Regions from separate parts of the Ovis aries genome. Here region 2 is linked to region 1. Evidence: chromatin contacts called from public Hi-C data. All regions are on one chromosome and are shown on one strand. Each heading gives the region's core, a stretch centred on a gene start, on an enhancer-like site or on the middle of the called end of the contact. The rest is flanking DNA. Distances are from core to core; before and after follow the strand shown.

Evidence for each region. A called contact is a pair of places that touch in the nucleus more often than the background predicts.
Region 2: a Hi-C map of hypothalamus shows a contact between it and region 1, with 5 times the contacts expected there. The contact joins two enhancer-like sites. A contact is called at or near these places in 2 of 16 Hi-C or Micro-C datasets (hypothalamus and muscle).

What each region holds. Positions count from the first base shown.
Region 1 is chr1:36,288,477-36,294,188 of ARS-UI_Ramb_v3.0, forward strand. LOC105612174 (a long non-coding RNA gene) reads right to left here. Exons shown (of 6, transcript XR_009599378.1): 5 at 4,941-5,056; 6 at 3,741-4,323. Among named protein-coding and RNA genes, the nearest start is that of NFIA, 27 kb to the right of the region's middle. Within about 2 kb of position 3,180, at least 36 of the 54 cell types and tissues checked have an H3K27ac peak or open chromatin away from gene starts, as enhancers often do. A contact at or near this core is called in hypothalamus and muscle, where this site is marked.
Region 2 is chr1:36,485,109-36,490,276 of ARS-UI_Ramb_v3.0, forward strand. All of the region lies in intron 2 of NFIA (nuclear factor I A), which reads left to right. Among named protein-coding and RNA genes, the nearest start is that of NFIA, 170 kb to the left of the region's middle. Within about 2 kb of position 3,458, at least 23 of the 54 cell types and tissues checked have an H3K27ac peak or open chromatin away from gene starts, as enhancers often do. A contact at or near this core is called in hypothalamus and muscle, where this site is marked.

The DNA.
Region 1 (5,712 bases), core at 1,930-4,429:
ACCCTCACACCTGTGGCCTGCAGCCCACATTCAGAAGCTCTGAGACTGCAACTTAGGAAGGTCAGGCTGTGATTCACCATAGGTAATATGAAGAATACAAATGAGTTTCAAAGTGACATATAGACTGGACCCCCACTCTGTCCTTTCATTACTAAAAAGAGCCCTGGATTGCTCACTGTTGCTGTTGGGGAAAGGTACCAAAAAGAAGTAGCTAAGATCTCCAGATACGTGCCCAACACACCCCAACCAATATGTGTTTCCATGACACAGAAGCACAATTACACATCCGAGAATAAAACAAATGTCTCCAAAGTACAATGCTGTCTATTATAAAATCTCATTATAAAATGAGGCCATAAGCTATAGTTCCCACTTATCTAAAGTATTCAACATTCATTCTTTTATCTAACCATACCTGAAGATGATGAAATTTGTAACTGAAATTCTAGGATGAAGATAGTAATTTCAGAAGAGAAACATGTCAGCTTAATGTATGAGGTGGAGTCTGTGTTCTCCAAACATTAACCCCACCACTTTATTATGATAGAACTAAGACATGGACCTAGGGAGTGGGAGAGAGCAAGAAGTTTCTACGTTGAAGTTTAGAATGTAAATCTCAAGAGAATTGCTCCTGCATTTCTTCATACTTCTGCCAGCACTCAGAACAGGGTGGAACACACAAAATAAATTCCATGAGTAGGTGCTGGTTTCAGATGGTGTTTCTTCACAAAGCCCTCTTACCTAATTACCAAACTGGTCCCCAAAAGCTGACCATCCAAAGCCATCTGACATGCACACATTTACATCCAATACCCCAACCCAAAGCCTCTTTAACTTCCGTTGTGCTATATTTGCATGCGTGCAAAGTTGCTTCAGTCATGGCGGACTCTTTGTGATCCTATGGACTCTAGCCGACCAGGCTCCTCTTTCTGTGGGGATTCTCCAGGCAATAAATGTTTGTTATGTTTAGTTATTCTGAAAAGTGAAAAGAAGGTATTCTGGGTAGGAATGCACCATATTCTACCACACCTTCAACATGGTTTGATTTGGTGCCTAGGTAGATAAGAAGAAGGGGAGTTAGTGAGTCATTGTTACACAATTTGGAAAAACAAAAGTACTGAAAGGAGTATAATTTTCCTGCCAAATAATCCAATCCTTTCATCATGAACTGTTACTATTCCATGGATGCAGGTATCAGCAAAAATATTTAATATTCAAAATTACTTATTGTAAATAATTTTTGTAACCAAATCTACAAAGGACCATCACTATGGGTCAGATGCCAGGATTTTGCCATAGCTACATTATACAAAAATTTTCAGTGTGATAGTATGCTATAAAGAGATTTGGTTGGTTTGGTCACTAAATATGTTACTCATATTTGTTAATGAGTAACTAGATCAACTCATTGTTTGGCTTCTCCCATGGTACACACGCCACCTTCCTCCACCATCAATATTTCCTTATGAAATGTAATACTCGACCATTGCTAAAGGCCATAAACACCATCTTCTACCACACCTTCAACATGGCAAAACCACCAAGATGCCACTTCTCCAAGTGACCTTTCCCAATAACTTGTAGCAGTGTCCCAAAGCTAGTTGGAACCATATTAAGTTATGGTGCAACAGAGGCACCTGGATGTATAATCAGAAGAGCTAGGCTCTTCATGACCTGGCTCCACCACTTCTCTGAAGGATTTTAAGTGACCCCCTATTCTCCTACTCTCTAACCCCCAACCCCCATATACCTGAACCAAGCTTTCCTCTTCTATGAAGAATGAACTTGAGGTCCTACTTCATGGAAGTGTTATGAGAATCACATGCACATAGTAGGTGCTTAAATTGATGTTAAAGGTAGATTCTGAAATGTAGATCTGAGTTGTTGACATAGGAAAATTTCTTGAAGAAACAAAATATACCAACTATTCTTTGTATCCTCTTTATTTCCTCATATTCAAAATGAGAATAACATAAACAATGTAAGGTGATAAAAATGAAATGAGATAATACTGTGTGTGTGCGTGCTCAGTTGTGTCTGACTCTTTGTGACCCTATAGATTGAAGCCCACCAGCCTACTCTGGCCATGGGATTCTCCAGACAATAATAGTGTGGTTTGCCATGCCCTCCTCCAGGGGATCTTCCCAACCCAGGGATCAAACCTGTGTCTCTCTCTAGTCTCCTGCACTGGCAGGCAGGTTCTTTACCACTAGTGTCGCCTGGGAAGCCCCAAAATAGCAATAGTAAGTTATCCATATTAGAATGCTATTATTTGTCTAAGAGGAGGGGATTAGCTAGAGAAAGTAGTTATCACAACTTCTACTGACGGGTCCTTCTAATCAGACACTCATCTCTCTCTGGCTCGCTCTACCCTCTTCTAAGGCCCTAATCTTCAAAAAACAGAAAACAGTAGACAAGGGCTTATAAGTTAGATTTGTTAGAGTAAAAGACATTTTTTTCCTTATTAAAAATCGCTGAAAGCTCCCTCTAGAAGGCATCGCATAGTACGCTGTTTAACTCTAGAAAGGATCCTGTCAGACAGGTATCACTATTCCCCTTTTTAAAGGATGACGAAATCAAGACTCAGAAAAATCAAGTAACCTGTCTAAGGTCACAGGGCCACTCTTAGTGAAACAAGCTGCACTCCCTCGGACTAGCCCGGAGGAGGGATTTCTTTGATCCACGAATTCCCGGATTCCTGTGTTTACTACCCCAACCCCCTACTCCCCAAAAGTTCATTCTCAGTGCCCTCGGGACTCCCTCTTCTTCTAACAGTTCCGTTAATTCTGGAGCTCAGAACTCAGACTCAGGATCAGAGAGACGGCTCCCTGGACAAAACCGGGCCCTGCTTCTTCCCCTGGGTCTCTTTTTCTTGACCGGCAGTTTCTCCCCTTCTCCCTTCTGCAATCTGGAACTCGCCTGCAGGTGGCGCCCTGATTCGCTCGGGGAACTTGGAGGGCGAGGACACCGGTCACCAGCGGCCTCCCTTCAAGGCCATTTTAAATAGTCCCTTGGCTGGCGCCCTGCACAGGAACCCTGGTAATGCGGTCATGCCCCCCGCCCCCGCCCCTGCCCCAGCCCGGTCTCTCTTCCTCTCCCCCGCCTCGCCCCTCCGCTCCCGTCCCCTGCCCCCTCCGGCCGGTGCGGTGCGGGAGCTGTCTGTCGGCGCTTCCTCCGAGGTCGGGCTAGGGAGCGGATCTCCAAGCGCTCTAGGCCGAGCCTGGGGCTCCGAGGTGGTGCTCCGACCCCAGAGCCTCCGCCGGCCCTCCCCCTTCCCCCATCCCCCACCCCCGGTGCTGCAGCTGTAGCGGGGGTGGAGGGATCGGGGGAAGAGTGTGACCCGTGAATGCTGGGCGAGGCGGGGCAGCTTTAAAAACTTCTGAAAGGCCACGTTCAAAGCCTCCAGGGACCGAACTTGGGCCGGAAGGCGGTTTCCACGGAGGGGGCCTAAAAGGGGGCGGAGGGTGCACCTGCAGGGGCGGGAGCGCGCTGCCTGGGAAGAGGGTCTGGGTACCCAGGAACCCTGAAGCCCGGGCCCGGCACTCGCCACCTGGCCCCAGCCTCCTCCGCCCCAAGCCCTTGCCCCCTCGGGGAGCCAGCGGCCCCTCCCGGGACTTTGCTTTCATCCTCCCGGCGGGATGGCAGTGGGGCGGGGTGGGAGCCTTTTTGGGCCGCGTGTTCCCTGCGGGGTCTTCCTTCCCTCCGGCCCCTCCTTAAGAACCAGAGGTTTTGCAGCAAAGTTGAATTCCCGGATTTTAATTCCAGTCCACCCGGGTGGGAGACGGCTGAGGAAGTGGGCATCGCGATGGAGGAAACGTTCCCACTTTACTTCCCACCCCCATAAAAATCACTGGGGAGGGTGAGAAGGAAGAGAAAAGGAGAGGAGGGGGCCCACGCTGGGGGTGAGGAGGTGGGTAGAGGGTGGCCAGGGTCGCATAGTGGTGAACCGGATAGTGGTCCGGGCGGGCGGCGTCTGTGCGCCTCGGCTGTGCCATCTGGGGGCACATCGGGAGGGGCAGCCGCTGGCCAGGGCCGCTCTTGAACAGACAGCTGACGCGGTCCCTCACGGGTCAGAGGGGGAAGGACTAAAGGGATTTTCACTAGTATGAGGATCTCCAGGCCCAAAGTCCTTCCTCTTGAGGCTCTTGAATTAATTAGGTAAATGATTTCCTTCATTGGTAGTTTCTGAAGAAGACATTTTCTGGTATCTTCTGAAACGGAGCGCTTTAGCCAGGTAGCAAATACAGGGAGGGTTCCCTTAGGACGGTATCCACTCCTGCAGTCTCTCGGGGCGTGAACAGATGGGTGGGTTAGTGGGAGCACCTGGGGATACGTAGACATGGAATCGAACAAAGCTCCTGAGTTAAGGAAGAAAAAGAGCTACTGAAAATAGAGTCGCTTGAAAATAAACAACATAAATTTTATTATTTTGCTTGGCGTTCTTTTCCTTGATCTGAGAAAGTAAAATAAATGAGTTTGGTTTTTTTTTCCAATTAGCATTTATTACATTTTCTCAAAGGCCTTGAAAGAGTTATTTTAATAAATTTGAAGAACAATAGTGCTGGCATTAAAGAGATGAGAACCGATCGCTAGGCTCCAGGAGAGTTTAGCTGCAACACTAACTTCAAATTTAGTGTCTTTATGTATTAAAAAAAAAAAAAAATAGGGCAGCGTTTTTATTAACTCATAACTTTAGGAGGTAGGGAACACTAAAAAAGAAAGAGACCTAAGGAAAAATAAAGCAATGGGAACAAAAAGAAACGAGATTAATTGTAACAGTCTGATCTTCAGTGAGTCCCAAGTCGGCATTCTAATACAGTGCACATGTCTGGTAGCTTTAACTTTACCCGCAATATTGGTGGGCCCGGTCTCTAAGCGCTTCCTAAGAAAGAACAAGCTTAAGCAAAATGTGTTCTCTTTTGTGAAGGTCTAGCACTTACTTAAGGAAGTTGCTCCAACAGAAAAAGGGGTCCTTCTGCTCTCGGGTGACCTGAGCAGATTTCACTGCTGTAAAATCGGCAGGTGTGTGCAGCATCTGCAGCGCAAGAGCCTGGACCTGGTAAGCCAGAGAAACAGTTGACCGGAGTACCTTGCCCTGGCATTTTAGCAGACAAGAACTGGCACGTTGAAACTGTCCATGTGATGGACAAAGAGATCGAGTTTCCTACAGAGCGCCCACTTTGCAGTCCAACATTCTCCTGTATACAGGGTGTAAGCAACATTTTTATCCCTTAAGACTAAAATGTAACCTTTAAAAGGAGTCAAAAGCATGGTCAAGGGCTCACAGGTCAAGTGCAACTTTTCTGGTAAAGAGCAAGAAACTTTGTAAAAGTTGGAATTGCCAGTCAAAGAGATAGTTTAAGATGCTACAAAATAGCCTGGTCACCCCAAGAGAACCAGAAATACTTGGGGGTGCATTTGTGTTTGTGAAGGGGGGTAATTGAGACTTGTTTTGCTATTGTTTGAATGATTTGAGGTTTACGGAAAGCGGACCTTATGAAGCTGGAAGGCTATACTTTCTGGGCAAAATACTCTTGGTGATTTCACCCTCAGAGCTGTGGGGTCTAAGACCTTTGCAAGCACCCTTGACCAGAGAAATCACACATCTAGCAAACTGCAACTTTTCTCTTGGGTTCATTATATAAAATGCACAAACCTTGATTGCTAAATAATTTAGGTGGTGTTTTCTCTCAGAAAGAAAACTCCAGGGAG
Region 2 (5,168 bases), core at 2,208-4,707, 200 kb after region 1:
ACGTGATTGTCTTAACTTCCTATCAGTTATTGAGTCAAGTTTAATTTGTGAACTTTAGAAGTCAGAGAGTTTCAAACATCCTTTGAAAAGAAAATCATGTGAATCATACATGTGTCTTATTTTTTCTGGTTGTTTCCTGGCCTCTCCCGGTGCCTTTCTGTCAAGAAATGCTTTTGGGTCTGAGTTAGGTTGTGTTGCGTTAGGTTGTGTGGCAAGTCGGTGGAGAATCCGTTTCCACTGAGATCACATGCCTTTAGCTTGAATTATCTCAGGCAGACATCCTGGCTAGGTGCAAAGCAAAAGTCAGAGGGTGTGAGCCTGAGGAGACCTGAGGCTGGCAGCCCACTAAGTTGGGGAGGAGGAGAGAAAAGGGAAATTCTATCTTTTCTGGTGCTTTTCCCCTCTTGGTTTCCCCACAGAAAATCAATAGCGTGGTCGATAGTTGGTTTTGAGTTGTTCACTACATGCTGGACTTTTTCTGATGTAAACCTTTGGTGTCTGGACTTCAGACATTATAGTGTGTCAGGGAAGATTTGATAGCTGCCACAGCCCTCCAGGGTTACATTTTATTCCCTGTGACAGCCTTTGTAATGTGAGAGGGGAAGTACAGATCAATTTTTACACCATTTAGTTGTTGGGGGGAATTTTTTTTCCCCTGTGAATTGATTTGAAAAATTTACCCTATTTCTTCTAAACAGCAATAGAATGAGACCTTTTTATTAAAGAGTATATTAAAAGAATATATTCAAATAAAAAGCAATTCCAGCCTTGCTCTGAGTTGTTAAGACTCCATTGTATCCTGTTCAGAATTCCTCAAATTCCTTTTGCATGACTTGGAATGACACTTTTAATTTTAAATGTATCCATTTGGGAAAACCTGGTGTCCTTCCTTAGCAATACTGTGGGATGGTGACATCATAAGGAAGATGGCACAGTGTCAAGAATAATGCTTGAGTGGTTTAATGCAGCTTTTGGTTTCTTTGAAACTCTACGGTGTCATTTATGGATATTGAATAACTACAGATAATTAATAGTCATTATAATTTTCTGTTAAAATGCCTTAATTTTTATTTGAATCCTTTCTATTAAATCTCTTGTTATTTGAATTTGAAAATCATTACATTTTTCTTCCACAAATGAGGGTTTAAGTTGCTTACCTATATTTTTCTTTCATTTTAATATTTATTTTCCTTCAACATAATAAGTCTGATCAGAATTACCCTTGAGAAGCTGTAAGGTAACCTCTAGTATATTTATATTCAGTGAATACAAGATGAAAAAAACATTGTGTTTGTAAGATGGCTTCAAATTTTTAAAGATAAATTTCTAAATGGAATGAAAATGTTTCTGTAAGATTATGTTGAAACAGCATCCTACAGAGGTGCAAATACTGTGTCTTTAAAATACTACATACATTTATTTGAAATAAGGGCCAAATATTTGAACAGTGATATTTAAGCAGGAACACTAGAATCAAGCTTCTTATTCTCAGTGTTATATATCCATCATGCTGTATTAATTGAAAGGATTTGGTATAATCTCATAAAGAAACAGGCAAACTCTGGGCTTTCCTCTCTAGTAAAAATATATCATTCATGTCTTCCATTACCGTACTATAATTATGGTAAGTGAAGCAGAACGGAATCGATAGAGCAATTTATCAATGCATTCCAAACTATTCTAGCACCGTTTACGTCATCTACTGCAGATACTGTCATTCAATAAAGAGACATCTAATAGTATCAGGATTTTAGACTGATCCGCTTCAGCATAATGTTTTCCTATGTCATGCTCTAATTTGAATAATCATTTAATTAATTGTTTCACTCTGTATGATATTATTGAAGTAAAATAGTTCCTGAATTGAATTTCAGTAGAAATTTTAAAGTTTAGTCTTAAAGTTTAAAAAGCACTGCAGTATTATAAACAGTGTAAATAGTGCATGGATTTAGCCTTTTAGGTGCTGTATGGAATTATATCACAGTTGAAACCAAGATAGAAGCCAGATATCCATCATGCCCTCAAGATACTTTAAAATTTAAATAACAGATATTTGATTGGGGATATTATTTAATGACTTGAAAGTTTTTTTTGATATCACAAGAATCAAAATATTTTAAGTTTTATCATATTTATGATTTAACAATAATTATAGACTCATAGACAATTTAGTTCATTTAGTTTTTTTTCCCATAAAACCATAAACAATATGGTCTTTTTTTTTACCATAAATGATCCTCTATAATATAATATTAAATACTTACAGCATTGAAAGGAAGATACTAAATTGTATATTAATATATTGTTTATTTTAGTAAGGAAAAGATATTTCAGATTATTAGATTGTTATTTTCCTTTTCCATATGGTGGTAAAATTGCCATCCAGTGCCATGTAGTTAATTCAACCTTCTACAAAATGACATAATTCTGGTAATGATGCCAGAGTCACAGCAATGCAAAATTATCACTTTTATTTCAGGTTTGTAGCCATCAAGAAATGTTTTTAAGGACGGAAGTTATTTTTGGTTGAGTCAGAAACACAAACTTACGGAGAAAGAGTGAAGTTGACTATAACAGTAGTGTCAGAAAGTACAACTCCTCGTTTTGGAAAAATAGTATTATGTACAAGTTTTCTCTTTTTGCTTTCTTTTAGGCTAGTTCTTAAGATAACATTTGTTCTTGTCTTTTGGGTAATTATATTAAAGGTCCTTAAGATAGTGTCCATGAACTCATAGAACATTACGTGGGACACAGTCTGCATTTTGGAATCATTCTCTAGAATTGTACTTCGCGGGGTGTGGTGACAGCCCTTCTCCCTTCTATTTTATGTCTTGAAATTGAACCGGCTTGTGAATGTTTTGACATAAATTGTGGCTGTGTTTTTGGCCATCTCTTTCCTTCTTCATACCCTCCACTTCCCTGCTCACTGGTGTCCCTCCAGGATTGATTTTTAAGAACTTGTGTGCTAAAGGGTTAAAGAATCACATTTTCAGCTGCTTCAGCGTGATGTATTTAAGAAAATTGGGGTGTCATTTCCTTTGGTGAAGATGTTATAAAATGTTTGGTTGGCAAGATTTATTGAGGGTTAGTCTACCTGATACCACACTGTATTGTTGAATGTGGACTATTTTTAACTAGCCTTCTATTTAAACAGTGTCAGCGAATTCTGAGCGCTTGCCAAACACATTCTCAAAATGGTTGCCAAGCTGTAAGATGGCTGCCAAGGTCTGAGCACACCGAACAGGTTCAAAATGGTGACCAAGTTCACAGGATCTGTTGGTCAGATTCCCCCACTGCCACCCTTAACCACCCCCCTCCCCAACACACAACTACCACCCAAAAAGGAAAGGGGAAAAAAACCCCGAAGATGCAAGACTTGGCACCAACTCCTTGGCACGAGTGGTTGTAGTATCATCCAGAGATTCAAGTAGTCACCGTGTACTCCTTGCTTCCCATGCTTGGCAGAAGACTGTTCAGGGGACTGCGTGAGGTGAAAACGCCACCGTGAAACAACAGGGCCATTTTCTCCACCTGATCTAATATGCACCAAATAATTCTTTAGAAAGGGGTTGAGTGGGGGCAGGGGGAGACTCGACGAAGCAGTGCTTTCAAAGAGCTTTCTAACCGAGATCCAAGAGCGTTAAGCAAGGCTTCGGGCTGTGCCTTTTTGTACTGCCTGCCTTAAGTGGCACAAACTTTATATACAACAGGTTTAAGATTTATTTTAGTTTTGCATTTGTTTACTTAAGTTTATAGCAATTGCTTTCTGGCAGTTGTGCTACTTAGCAGATTGAAATAAAATCATAAGGGTGAATTAAAACATACTGCTGTTAGTGCTGATTAGAATTTTAGCTTAGTGTAAATACCGGATGCAGGGTCCAACTTCTCAGACACTTGGCATGAGCTCAACAGGGATCTCCAGGCTACACAGGAGACAGTGTGTGTGTACTTGGATGCTTTTAAAATTCTTGGATAGGTGGAGCATACTACTTCTGCTGGCATGTTAGTTCATTGTGCTGCCTGCGTAATGTGCTTGGGTTCCAAGGTAGACAGGGAAGCTGGGGAAATCACAATAAGGGAAAAGAGCTGGAACTTGAAAAACAAAACCTGGACAAAGGATTTTAATGAGACCCTGTGAAGTTATTACTGTGTGTTTTGGTTATTAAACATAAATAACTAATGCTGAACAAAGTAGAACTGTAGGGTTTGCGATATTTGGAACAATGACCTAATGGTGAGTATATTTCTACAACTTGTTAAAATTCTTCTCTGTGTGACACTTTAAAAAATATGCTTGGTGAATTAACTTCTCCAGGCCGTCAGTTTACTCAGGGAATTCCTTAAATAGGTCTTCTGTTTTATATCAGCTGTGGGCTAGGTTTTATGTTCTGATGAAATCCTGAATTCCTAAAGAGAATTTTTAATTGATAGAACATTTTATTAAATACTTAAGTCGCTATACAAAAAAGCTGGTTGTCATGAAGGGCGTGTTTTGTTTTGTGTCCATCACTAGTGGCATTGGCTAGTGATAATATTATAGTAATGTAGTTTATATAGTTTGAGCTCTTGGCAGTCAGAAGTTTTAGGATTTGTTCAGTCATGGAGAGCTGTTTAGTAGCCAGGTTACACTTGGTATACACTCTGTTGTAAGAGGTAGCCAAGAAATGTGGCTTCTCGGTTCTTTTATTATTTTTTTAAAACTGATATCAGTAAAAAACAAAAACGAAACCTTTGTGTTTAGTTAACAATGACTGTAGCTCTTGTAGTTCTTTTCCAGTCTCTTCACTCCTGATAGGCATTGTCAGCCAAGGCCCAGCCATTCAATAGGTGAAACCAAATGTTATTGACAGTGCTGAAATTTGAACTTTGCATCTTTCAGTGTAAAAGATCAATGCCCATTAAGATGTTTCAGCTCTGAAAGTTTCAACATAGAGCTACCTAGGCTTTTAGAGGTTAGCTGGGCAAATGTGTATGTGATATGAAAATTGCATTGCAGATGCCTTAATATATATTAAGGCATTAATATATACTCTGTAAGAGTATATTTGCAATGTTATATGATATTACAAATGTAAGCTAGTTTAATTAAAAACACTTCTTGCTAATTCTTATATATTTTAATGTGAATTAATTACAAGGAACTTGAGTAAAACCTTTCTTTCTGAATT